Linked DNA regions of Mus musculus: region 1 is linked to region 2. A link is a contact called in public ChIA-PET data. All regions are on one chromosome and are shown on one strand. Each heading gives the region's core, a stretch centred on a gene start, on an enhancer-like site or on the middle of the called end of the contact. The rest is flanking DNA. Distances are from core to core; before and after follow the strand shown.

What was found. ChIA-PET counts read pairs in DNA pulled down with a chosen protein or histone mark.
Region 1: a contact with region 2 is called in an H3K27ac ChIA-PET map of liver, with 3 times the contacts expected there. The contact joins the promoter of Gch1 here to the enhancer-like site in region 2. A contact is called at or near these places in 1 of 39 promoter capture datasets (liver), 14 of 484 Hi-C or Micro-C datasets (DN2 thymocytes, the G1E-ER4 cell line, bone marrow-derived DN3 thymocytes and 4 more), 8 of 115 datasets of contacts at active chromatin or transcription factors (the 230-238 cell line, bone marrow-derived macrophages, double positive thymocytes and 4 more) and 3 of 9 other capture datasets (adipose tissue, liver and pancreatic islet).

Annotation. Positions count from the first base shown.
Region 1 is chr14:47,186,025-47,191,883 of GRCm38.p6, forward strand. Gch1 (GTP cyclohydrolase 1) reads right to left here and starts at 3,389. Exons shown (of 6, transcript NM_008102.4): 1 at 2,928-3,389. The coding sequence starts at 3,243.
Region 2 is chr14:47,218,545-47,224,839 of GRCm38.p6, forward strand. No RefSeq gene overlaps it. Among named protein-coding and RNA genes, the nearest start is that of Gch1, 32 kb to the left of the region's middle. Within about 2 kb of position 4,522, at least 23 of the 459 cell types and tissues checked have an H3K27ac peak or open chromatin away from gene starts, as enhancers often do. A contact at or near this core is called in DN2 thymocytes, double positive thymocytes, hepatocytes and 1 more, where this site is marked.

The DNA.
Region 1 (5,859 bases), core at 2,139-4,638, 34 kb before region 2:
ATAGGTTTCGCAAATTTACATTTATAAATATACATTTATTAAAACATAAATATAAAAATTTAAAGGCAGAAAGTTGGGAAGGGGAGGGCAGGAAGGAAGAGTGGGGCACAGAAGGATAAAAGAAAATTAGGAGGGGTGAGGCGGAAATCTGATCTAAATACATTGTATATATGAATGGAATTCTTTGTTGTTTCTGTGTAGCCCTGGCAGTCCTTGGAACTCACTCCCTAGACCAGGCTGGCCTCGAACTCAGATCTGCAAGCCTCTGGTGGGATAAAAGGTGTGCTGCTGCTCTCACCACTCAGGTATGAATAGAATTCTTAAACTAATAAAAACATATTTAAAACTAAACATTTAGGGGAGAGATGGTTCAGTGGTTAAGAGCACTGGGTGTTCTTCCAGAAGATCTGGGTTCAATTCCCAGCACCTATGTGGCAGCTCACAACTGCAATTCCAAGAGATCCAATCCCACATACAGACATACATGGAGGCAAAATACAAATGCATATGAAATAAAAATAAATACAAGTTATACAAAAATTAGGTTATTAAACATTTAATCTTTACTATACTTTATTACATGTGACAAGTTGATCTTACTCAGTCCACACCTCTCTCTGTCCACATGCCTGGTAGAAAAATGCACTGATTCATCTTGCTCTATTGCAACATAAGGAAGTGTCTACCAACCAGCGGCTAGACTACCTGCTTCCCACCATGTGTAACGTCCCACTTAGCTTCCTCATGTGGATAAAAGAATGACACTTCATGTCAAAGTTCAGGGTTACCCAAGGCCATTCCATTGAGGCAGCCACAGAGTAGCTCACACCTTTAAACTCTTCATTCCAGAGGCAGAGGCAGGCAGATCTCCTAGTTCTAGACTAGTCTGGTTTACCTATATATCTGGCTCCATGCCAGCAAAAACTATATTTAAAAAAAAAAAAAAAGCCAGGTGTGGTGGCACAAGCCTTTAGTCCCAGCACTCGGGAGGCAGAGGCAGGCAGATTTCTGAGTTCGAGGCCAGCCTGGTCTACAAAGTGAGTTCCAGGACAGCCAGGGATACACAGAGAAACCCTGTCTCGGAAACATACACATACACACACACACACTCAATTGATGGCAATCAAAAAAATGTTCAAATAATCAATGACTTTTATTGTGGTAGAATATCTATAAAATTCTTCATCTTAACCGTTTGTAAAGCATACAGTTCAGCAGTAATCACGATGCTATGTAACTAGCACCTCTGTCTAATTTCTATCACTAGAAAAGGAAACTCCATAGCCATTAAGCTGTCACTCACTAGCCCTGTCTTCTCAGCTGACAGACAAATCCTGTCTCTAGGTCAATGGACTTCCTATGAATAAATTGGAGTGGGGGCTGCTTTGGAGTCCTTAGACTCCTTTAGCTGAATCTCAGCTCCTGAGTAAGCCTGTGACAATCATTCTCAAAGCAGGCTAGAAGCTCCTCTCCCTGGGAGTAATGAGATGGGCAGGAGGGAGGGGCTCAGCTGAAGGATGCCAGTGAGGACCACCTTTTACGTCTAAAAGAGGCAGAGTGAACAAGGCTCTGTCAAGACACTCCTCCTGGTTACACCCTGGACAGTCAAACACACTAACACTCCCAGATATTGAACTCTCAGAAAAAAAATCTCAGTGACTATTTGTTCTTCAGTTTTTGCATTTTCAAACTCTGCTTTTGAGATCCAAACTTTCATCATCAAATAAGTGTAAAATGGTGAAACTCAGACTCAGAACTAGATCTGGGCCCACTTCCTCGAATTATTAGGAAGTAGTTTCGTTTCCTTTGGGGCCCCACCCTTCTCAGGCTCTGATCTCCCACCCTTCCTTTGAGGTCGAGGAAGGTTTGGCAGAAATAATTGTTCTTTCTAGGACGGGTCCCCATGCTCTCAATGCCTTCAGGAACAGACAGGATTACTACCTTTCAAAGCAGTGTGGTTTGTTTTTGGTTTTTTGTTTTTTCCGTGTGTAATGGTGGAGGCAAAGACACACGTCACAGAGATGCCCAGATGTAAACTGGAAATGAGGCCTTTGAACTCAGCCAAAGGAACCAGAGCTTCTTTTTTATAAAGGCCAACACTGCTTAACCAAATAGGCAGCAAGGCCCTGCTTTCCACTTCCTCTTCACCCTGCCTCTGTACCCACAGCAACTGCCTCGTCACTGGCTGGGAAAGACTTGATGCCAGCAGGCTCAGACTGTGGATTTTAGGCGGCGGGGGTGGAGGTGGGTGGCTAGGAGGGCAAAAGCACGGAATCCCAGGTCCAGTGAACTTCAACCATCAGAGTATCAGCGCGGGGGTGGGGTGGAGTGTCCCTTTATTCTTTGAGGGAGCAAACATTAAAGACTTTCAGCAATAATGCTAGCTCAAGAAAAGTCCACACCTCAAACTGCTAGGAAGTCCGAATCCAGAATTGTGCCAAATTTTGGTGTAAAGTCCTAAGCTAGAGTAGTTGGATGCAAATTCCAGTTCTCTGAAGTTCCCTACCCCATTACAAGTACCTAACTTTACTTGGCTCACGGGGTGTAACGGAAACCTGGCTTCACCCAAAAGCAAGACGCGTCCCATCAACAAGTGTCCACGGGATCCTTGCGGGGGGGGGGGGGAACGGTGGATGCTGCACGTGCCTAATCGCGTTCTGAGCGCTGGGGTAAGAGGGTCTCACATCCCTTCCCGCCCCGGAGTTCAGTGTAGTGGCTATGCATTCACCCTCCCCAGAGCCCTGAGTGCCAGCCAGGAGGGACCCTCGCCTCCGCCAGGTGGAGGCTCTGGGGCCACAGCTGGGACCGGGACCTGACAACTTGGCTCCCTGCGCCAAAAGTGAAGCAACTCGGGAAAGTTCCCGGAGCTGCCCACGCTTCCTGAAGCCGCCTCCTGGCGCCCAGCACACCCCGGCGCACGCACGGACCTGAGATGGTCTCCTGGTATCCCTTGGTGAAGTACTGCATGGCGGTGGCCGCCCTCCAGGGCGTCTTGAGCAGCCCCTGCCGCTGGGGGTCCTCGCCCAGCGAGAGCAGAATGGACGAGTAAGCGGCCGCCAGTTTGGGGAGGTTCACCTGGTTTTCCTCCTCGCTGCGGTGCCGCCCTGCCTTCCAGGCGTCGGCCGGCTGTGCGCCCTTGGCCTCGGGCGGCCGGGACTTCTCGGCAGGCGGGCTGGCCCCGGGCCGCGGCAGCTCCCGCTCGGAGAACCCATTGGTGCACCTGACTCCCCGCGGCTTCTCCATGGACCCGGCGCGACCGCTCCCGAGACACCCTAGGGTGCTAACAAGCGCTGCGGCTCAGCTTAGCCGGCGGCCGTAACCTGTGGCCGTCACCCGGACTGGGGCTCAGCACCTAGGGACACTCTCGGAGTCTAGGGCAGTCGCCGGCTGGGGAGCCCCGCCGCGCCTCTCTTTTTATGGCAGGGCGACTCGGCCGGCGCCGCGAGATATTTTCATTGGCCGGAGCCTCTTGCGTCATGGATCTCTCCCCGCCCCTGAGCCCCGCCCTCCTGGGTGGCCCCTAAACCCCCGCAGTTACACAAGACAAGCTTCTGGTTAGACCCCCTCGACTTATAAAAGGAAGAACTGAGTCTACAAAAAGCCAAGAATCCGGGGAGCTGGAACCTCCGAGATAGAAACACCGATTCTCCCTCACTTTCCACCGGAAAAGGGGGCGTGTTCGCAAAAATGCTGTGGTCTAGTTGCCCTGAGAAAGATGAGCTAACTAACAGGTGACCTTGCTGGGGCAGGCAGGGTGGAGCAAATATTCTGGTGATAAGCAACCTTGTGCTCTTTTTTAAATATTTTTTTTCTTTTTAGCTTTTTTTTTTCCGAGATTACAATAATTTCCTGTCTGTTTTCCCTTTCTTCCTTCCAAACCTTCCCAAATACCTTCACCCCGCCCCCCCCCACACCTTGTTCTCTTTTACATTCAGTCTCTTTTTTTAACAGTTCTTATGTATGTATGTATGTGTGTTTCTAAATATATAAATACAACTTGCTCAGTCTGGTTAATGTCTCTTGTGTGTATACATTTTCGGGGCTAATCTGGTATTGGTGTTCTCTGTCCTAGGGAAGATTACCTCAGTCTAAGCATTCCTCGGTCACCTGTGGCTCTTTGTCTAGGGTGAGGGCTCACGAGTCGTTGTCCCACACACCCTCACCCCCATCCTTGTTTATACTTCTACTGGAGTCATTCTTTTTTTTGTTTTTTTTTTTTTTGTTTTTTTTTTTTGTTTTTTCGAGACAGGGTTTCTCTGTATAGCCCTGGCTGTCCTGGAGCTCACTTTGTAGACCAGGTTGGCCTCGAACTCAGAAATCCACCTGCCTCTGCCTCCCAAGTGCTGGGTGTCATTCTTTTGTTGTGCTTTGTTTTACTTTTTGAGACCAAGTCTCACAGTGCAGCTCTGTCTGGCCTGGAGTTCTCTATGTCGACCACCAGGAAGGCCTTTAATTCAAATGATCTGCCTGCCTCACACTTCCAAACGGTGGGATTAAAAGCATGAGCCCTGCCTCTCTCCTGCTTTAAAGACTGGAGAAGTTGTGACTTGAAAATTGTTCAGTCGTTTAAAATGTATACAACACACACACCTGCCACTCTAGAAAACCCTCTGGCCTCTCTCAAGGCATGAGTTATGGTGCATGGCACTCACCGGAGTCCCCTATGCCTAGGGAGATAATAATATTTGTGAGCTGCCAGATCGCTGCTCTGCTGTTTTAACCTGCTCTGACCTTATCTTTCACAATGACTAGGGGAAGCTTGTTTTCTTTCATTACCCTGAATTTGGTGATCAGCAAGAGGACTAGGGCAGCTAGCTACACCCTCTAGCCGGACAGTGTGTACTCTGCCAAGAACTGGTCCTTGGCAAACCAACCACTGACAAGAGGGGTGCTAGAGTAATGGCTCGGCAGTTAAGAGCACTTGCTTCTCTTCCCAGCTCCCAGCACCTTCCTCAGGCAGCTCACAACCAGCTCCAAGAGATCCAATCCCCCTGACTTCTGCGGGCACTTGAAATCACATGCACAACCCCACGCACAGACACATACATAATTTTAAAAAGAATTTGTTTATTAAAACAAATACTTAAACTGGGCACACGCCTTTAATCCCAGCACTGGGGAATCTGGGGCCTATGGATCTCTGTTGAGTTCAAGGCCAGCCTGGACTCCAGAGTTCCAGGACAGCCAAGGTTACACAAAGAAGAAGCCCTGCCTTAATAACCCATAAACAAACAGACGAACAAACAAATACTTTTTAAAAAAAATAGATGAAGAGCTGGAGAGATGGCTCAGTGGTCAAGAGCACTGTCTGCTCTTCCAGAGGACCCAGGTTCAATTCCCAGCACCCACAAACTGTCTATAACTCCAGTTCCAGGGGATCCGACAACCCTCACACAGACATACATACAGACAAAACACCATTTCACATAAATTGAAAATAAATTTTACAAAAAGATTAAATGAAGAAATGGGCATTTGTGTTCTTAAGATTTGCATGACTGAAAATCATCTTCTGACCAGCAATTAAGAATTAGTTGTGAGTCCTTTGGCCACAAACCTTCAGCCATGAGAAAGCAGTCACCAGTCTGCAATCACCCATCTCCTGCATAATCTGCCCCCCAATTCAGCTTCCAGAACAAGCATGTTTCTTCTTTTCTTCTTCCTGTTGGGGTGTGTGTGTGTGTGTGTGTGTGTGTGTGTGTGTTGGGACAGGGTTTTTCTGTGTAGTCCTAGTATTCACTCTATAGATCTGGCAGGCCTGGAACTCAGAGATCTGCCTGCCTCTGCCTCCCAACTGCTGGGGTTAAAGGGGTGTGCTGCCACCACAGAGCCTAAGACTTCTTTAGATGGGAGAATGCC
Region 2 (6,295 bases), core at 3,272-5,771:
TGTAGTAATAAGAGAGAGAGCCTACTTCCTCACAAGATAACCTCTGACCTCTGCATACACAATGTACACACTAAATAAGTAAGTGGATATGTACTTTTAAATTGTTTTAAATGAGAGAAGCTACATCTATATTCAAGATCCTGAAAACAGCTTGACCTTGGCTTATTAGAACATGGCAGATGTGAAGAGATGTGAACTAACAGGTCAGGGACCAAAACTATCTTGGCTTGGCTTAAGCCCTTTAGCCCTTGCATGTGACATAACAGTCTCATAAGCAATAGACCAGTTTCTGGGAATGTATCATTAACTTTCGTAGACTTCTAGCCCATGCCACACCTAAAGCTGAGTGCAGCATGTGACGGGGTAGAAGAGCTCTCCCTTCTTTGCTGCAACCCTCCTCCCTTACCCGCCCACCAGTGTTCCAGTATTGAATGCGATGGTTGGCAAAGGCATTGAATTATGACTCTCTTTTGTTCTGTGACAAGAAACATCTGTGTAAGCTCTCTGGAATTCAGGGCAACTTGAATTCTAATTTCTAGGCCATGGTCACCCTTGCATGACTCAGCATAAAGTATCTTCTTTAAAGCAGTCATCACCTCACATTGACAGTTTTGGCACACAACATGGAATTTCCCCTATTGGTTCAGGTACCACCCCAGACCCTTTCTCCTGTCATTGCAACCCTTTCTGTATTGATGGTCCATGGACTCCAGATCATAAAGATACTGAAGAGTCACTCATTACCTTCAGTCCAATAGGAGGGGAGTATCAGGGGACTCCCCCATGGTGTACATTGGCGTCATAGAAAAGCCCCCAAATGAAAGACCTGATTCTTGGGTCAGAAGCCACTTTATTGGCTCCTCCAGTAAGGTATATGTTAGGAGTGATCAGCAGCATCAGGAGCACACACATGTTCATGAGATAAATATGCAGGATAGAAGCGGGGCGGTGGTGGTGCACGCCTTTAATCCCAGCACTTGGGAGGCAGAGGCAAGCAGATTTCTGAGTTCGAGGACAGCCTGGTCTACAGAGTGAGTTCCAGGACAGCCAGGGCTACACAGAGAAACCCTGTCTCAAAAACAAACAAACAAACAATATATATTTATATATGTGTGTGTGTGTGTGTGTGTGTGTGTGTGTGTGTAAAAATGAAAAAAAAAATGCAGGACAGACCTGAGAAGTAGAGGAACCAGCCTTAGGATAAAACTGAGGAAGCCACCTTCAAAAATCATACCCAGACTAACCTAGACTGTGCCCCATGATTGGGCATAGAACGCTGTGATTTCAGGCTGAGTGGAAGGCCCCACGGACTTAAGAAACAGCAATTCAAGGGAAAGGCAAGTAGAATTTTTTTCTGATGCTCTGGCTGGATTCATGTTTCATAATTATAGTGTCTCAATTTGTAAATACTTAGAAAACAAGATAATTTAACTGATGAAAACTCGGACTTATAGCTCCCTTAATGGGGAACATTTGGATATTCCCAATTTTTCTTGTTTTGAGGCAGGGTTTCTCTGTGTAGCCTTGGCTGTCCTGGAACTCACTTCGTAGACCAGGCTGGCCTATAACTCAGAGATCTGCCTGCTTCTGCCTCCCAAGTGCTGAGGTTGAAGGCATGCACCACCATCATGTGGGATAGTCCTAATTTTTTTTTAATCCACTAGATATTTGGACACAGACACACAGAGACACACAGAGACACAGACACACACCCATAATTTGTGACTGGGTGTGTCTAAATTTAGATGCAATAGAAAGTGTTTTAAAACCTACAGTGAATTGCTAAAATGACTAAACCCTGTGATAAGGTGGGAAGGAGGGCAGGGCACGGTGCTGCATGCCTTTAATCTTAGCATTTGGCAAGCAGAAGCCTACAGGTTCAAAGTCAGCCAGGTCAACATAGTGAGCTCCAAGTTTCATAAGAGTGGCCTTGTTCAAACAACTAGAAAGAGACAGAGACACAGAGAGAGTGAAAACAGAGACAGAGAAAAGTGGGGAAGAAAACTCAAGGGAGGCTTTTCCAGGTTGGTGGACATAGAAATCTCTGCTCTGCTCATTAAAGGGCTACCTCTGATGAGAAAAGAAGTTGGGTTAAAAGGACTTAATTGGGCAACTATGTGTTGATAGTGTGGCTTTTTAGTTCATCACTTAAAACCTCGTAGCGGTGGCTGAGGATATAGCTCAGCGGGTGAGAGTGCTGGTTGCACAAACATGGGGATCAGAATCCATTGCCCCAGAGCACCACAGAAGGCCAGGTGCGAGCCCAGGGGATGAGATGGGGAAGAGGGGAGGACTGACGTCACCTGATTGCCATCAGCCTCGCCCCAGATTCAGTGAGAGACCCTGTCTCAAGGGTCTGAGGAAGCAGAGCAAGCAGCACACGTGACATGTCTATGCCACCCCCACCCCCACCCCCAACAGATTTGCAAAGGAAAAAGGTAACATCAGTTTAACTGAGTTGAGAGAGAGATGGGAAATTATACACTAGAATCAAGCAGCTCATTGACGGTCAAGAGTACCAGGAACAGGCTGGAGAGGTGGCTCAGTGGTTAAGAGCTCTGACTGCTCTTCCAGAGGACCCTGGTTCGAGTCCCAGCACCGAAAGGAGAGCTCACACAAGTCTGAAACATCAGCCCCAGGGTATTCGATGTCGTCTTCTGGCCTCCTCGGTCATTAGGCCCGCTTGTAGTGTACGGATACACAGGCAAGACACTCCTACACATAAAATAAGTAATCGACTTGCAAAAGAGGGTTTCAGCAACTGACAGACACTGCCTACAATTCCTTTCTGAAAGTCATTGGGGAAAAAAAAAAGCATCAAAACAGCTAATAGTCATGGTCAAAGTAAAAAAACCTGTCCCATCTGTCAATCTGAATGACAGACAATATCCAGAAGTCCTTACAATTTTATTTATAATGAAAAGAGAGTCTGGGTTTATTTCCTGTAGCCCTGGCTGGCCTGGAAACTCACGAGGTAGTCCAGGTGTGAGAGCCAAAGTTCTGTTTTAATTCCTGTGCCTAAGAGATCCATGAAACAAATATGTCTCTAGACCAAATACTAGAACAAATACTCCCTGAAACGCTGGAGACTAATGTTTATGGGAGATACACGTTCTCACTCCCCTAAGCAAGTTTGCTTGACCCAACTACACTAGATGTGCTTGGTCACGTGTGGGCGGGAGGTACACGAGCAGAAAATACATCAGGATGTATGCTCGCTGCTGATTGGATGGAAGCTCGCCGCTGATTGGATGTAAGCAGGAGGTGTCCCTGATTGGTTCTGATCGAAATATGGTGGCTTTGTGGGGTTGCCTTCGTAAGCCTTTGCAAGGCGTGACTGGTGGCTATTTTCTGGAAACCCAGAGATGGACTGAGCCAGAGAGTCTCTCAACCTGGCTATTATTTGATTAAAGCTTGCTTCAAATTTGGCTTTAAATTGTACTCTCCACCGGTGGGATTAACCCAGGCTACAATCCTCTCACGGACTCAGCTCGGTATGTGCTGAGGTTTGACATGGGCTACCATACCCACCTTCAGTGGGAAAAAAACTTAAGAGAAATAAGTAAACTGGCTCGTTTTTCTTATACTTAAAATTTTTAAACTTCAGTTCTAAACTGCCTGACGCTGCACAGCCGGCAGCTCCACCCTCCTTGTGCCAATTATACAACCTGAAAACTGACAGATGAATTTAAATGAGAAAGCTGTACAATATTTGTTTTCTATTTTTTGCATGTTTGTGTGTATTGTCTACTCATGTTTGCATATTGTTTACATGGAACAAAATTGACTTAGAAACAATTAGGCATTCATTACTTAGAAACACAAGCTTGTGCAGGGTATGGTGCCCTGTTTGTTATTCCAGCTCTTAAGAGGATGGAGGCAGAAGGATCAGATATTTAAACGCATCCTTAGCTACAGAGAAAGTCTCAACCCATGATCCCTACCTTAAAATGTCCTGTTTAGCTGCTGCTGCTTCTTCTTCTTCTCCTTCTTCTCCTTCTTCTTCTTCTTCTTCTTCTTCTTCTTCTTCTTCTTCTTCTTCTTCTTCTTCTTCTTCTTCTTCTTCTTCTTCTTCTTCTTCTTCTTCTTCTTCTCCTTCTCCTTCTCCTTCTCCTTCTCCTTCTCCTTCTCCTTCTCCTTCTCCTTCTCCTTCTCCTTCTTTTCTTTTCTGTGTAGCCCTGGCAACTTGGATGAAATGCTAAGTAGATAAGCTTCGTTTAATGGAGCTGGAGAGATAAACTCATTGGTCAAGAGCACTTGCTGCTCTTGCAAAAGACTTGGCTTTGGTTCCCAGCACCTATTCTGAGTGGCTCTCAGCCACCCATAGTGCAGGCCTCAAACAGATCTGGTGCCTCTGCCCCCATAGGTACTGCTCTCATGTGCACATGCCCAGACACACAGACTCTCCCACACACATGCTTCAAAAAAACGACATTTTATAAGGGACTTGTTTATTATTGTTTGTTTCATTGAATGTGCCGGTGCACGCCTGTGACCTCAACATCTGAAACAGGCTGGGCCAGAGGGATCCTGAGTTTGAAAGTCAGCCTGAGCTATACAGCAAGACTTTGTCTCAAAACAATTGCGCGAAGACCCTTTGAAGTGGTGAGAATATGCAGCTGTTGAGCGCTTATCAAGCCCCCTCAGAGCATCACAGAAGTGGGAGCAGAGAGAATGAGAGAGGTGGGTGCTGTGGAACTGTCTGACAGGGCATGACAGGGCAGATGAACTCTGAACCCACAGCAGCGGTGTTTATCCCCACAAGACCTGCAACAAGATCTGGCTCATTAGCATCCCATCATAGAGAGGGGAGGAGCTCACGAGGCCCCGCCCCTCCCTGAGAATTTGTAAGAGGTTAACCATTACTGGAGGAGAGACATTTTCTTTAGCCGTGTCCCTACTGGCAAAGTGACCAAATGTCCATACATAACTGGTTGGTCAGTCATCACACTATAAGTCTAGTTACATTCATTGTGTTACAAGGGGAAAAGAAAAACAAAACATGAAAAGTGTTAGGTCTCAAAGAAACCCAGGACAAATGGCTGATAGGCATACACATGCACATAGATGCATAAGCATACATAAATAAAATATTTTTGAAAACCCCATTAATATTTACAATAAATATATTCTGATTACAGCTTTTAAAACTATGTGTGTTTGTTCAGGTTACATGTGTGAGTGTATGTAGGTGATTTTAAAAACCATCATATGACATACAAAATTTCTATGTGTAACTTTACAGAGTGCTTGTTAAATAAAGACTGATAAAATATATATATATATATATATGTTGTAGAAAAAATGTTTCATCAGGGTTAGTTTTGTTTAATGTCTCAACATACACATGACCACCTTGAACAATTGTTAAGAATGTGTAAATTGGGTAAAGATAGATGACAAAATATTTATTTATTTCACTTGGTATCACAAACCTATTTGAATAACCTGAAATCTTAAGGTTATATAATACTAAATCTGGTAATAATTATGAAATGTCTAGATTATTTCTAAAAATAAACCGGGAAGTAGTGGCCTGCATCTTTAATCCCAGCACTCTGGAGACCGGCGATCTCTGAATTCAAGGCCAGCCTGGTCTACAGATCAAGTTCCAGGGCAGCCAGGGCTACACAGAGAAACCCTGTCTGGAAAAACCAAACCAAAAAGCATCAGTTATTAAGCATGAGTTTGAGGTCTACAAACCACGGCCTTTTATCCTTATAGGACATAAGGAAAAATGCTAACCATATCTGGATCGGTTTCCACCCCTAAAACTGTGTTGTGGGGGCTGGTAAGAGAGAGCTTAGCAAGCAAAGCCCAGACTCCTGAGTTCCAGCTGACTCCACCAGGATGCCTGAGCCTCCACATACGCACCATGGCATGGACACGCCCCTATCATTAAAAAAAAAAAATCAATGTCTTAGAATCACTTTCTAAAAGCTGTATTATAAGAAAAGCATACTTCTATAAAAAGTACCAACCTACATAATAACTAAGGTCTGAGAACACTGCCTAACAGGAAGGGAAATAGCTTAGAATAAAGAAAAACAAAACCAACTCTGTTGGAACAGGAAGATGTGTGGAGGGGGGGGGGAAAGCCCTTTTTTGTCCTAAAGATGACAGTGGTTCTCAAGCAGGCATGAGGTCTGGGCCAGAGCCAAGGACTGGCTCAACCCGAGAACCGTTTAGGAAGCTGCAAACAGATTTTTAAGTGGAACAGGATTTTTTGAAAGATCAAGTGTAAGTGGGATCAAGCTGATGAAATTATTTACAGATTTTCTTACACACTGAGCAA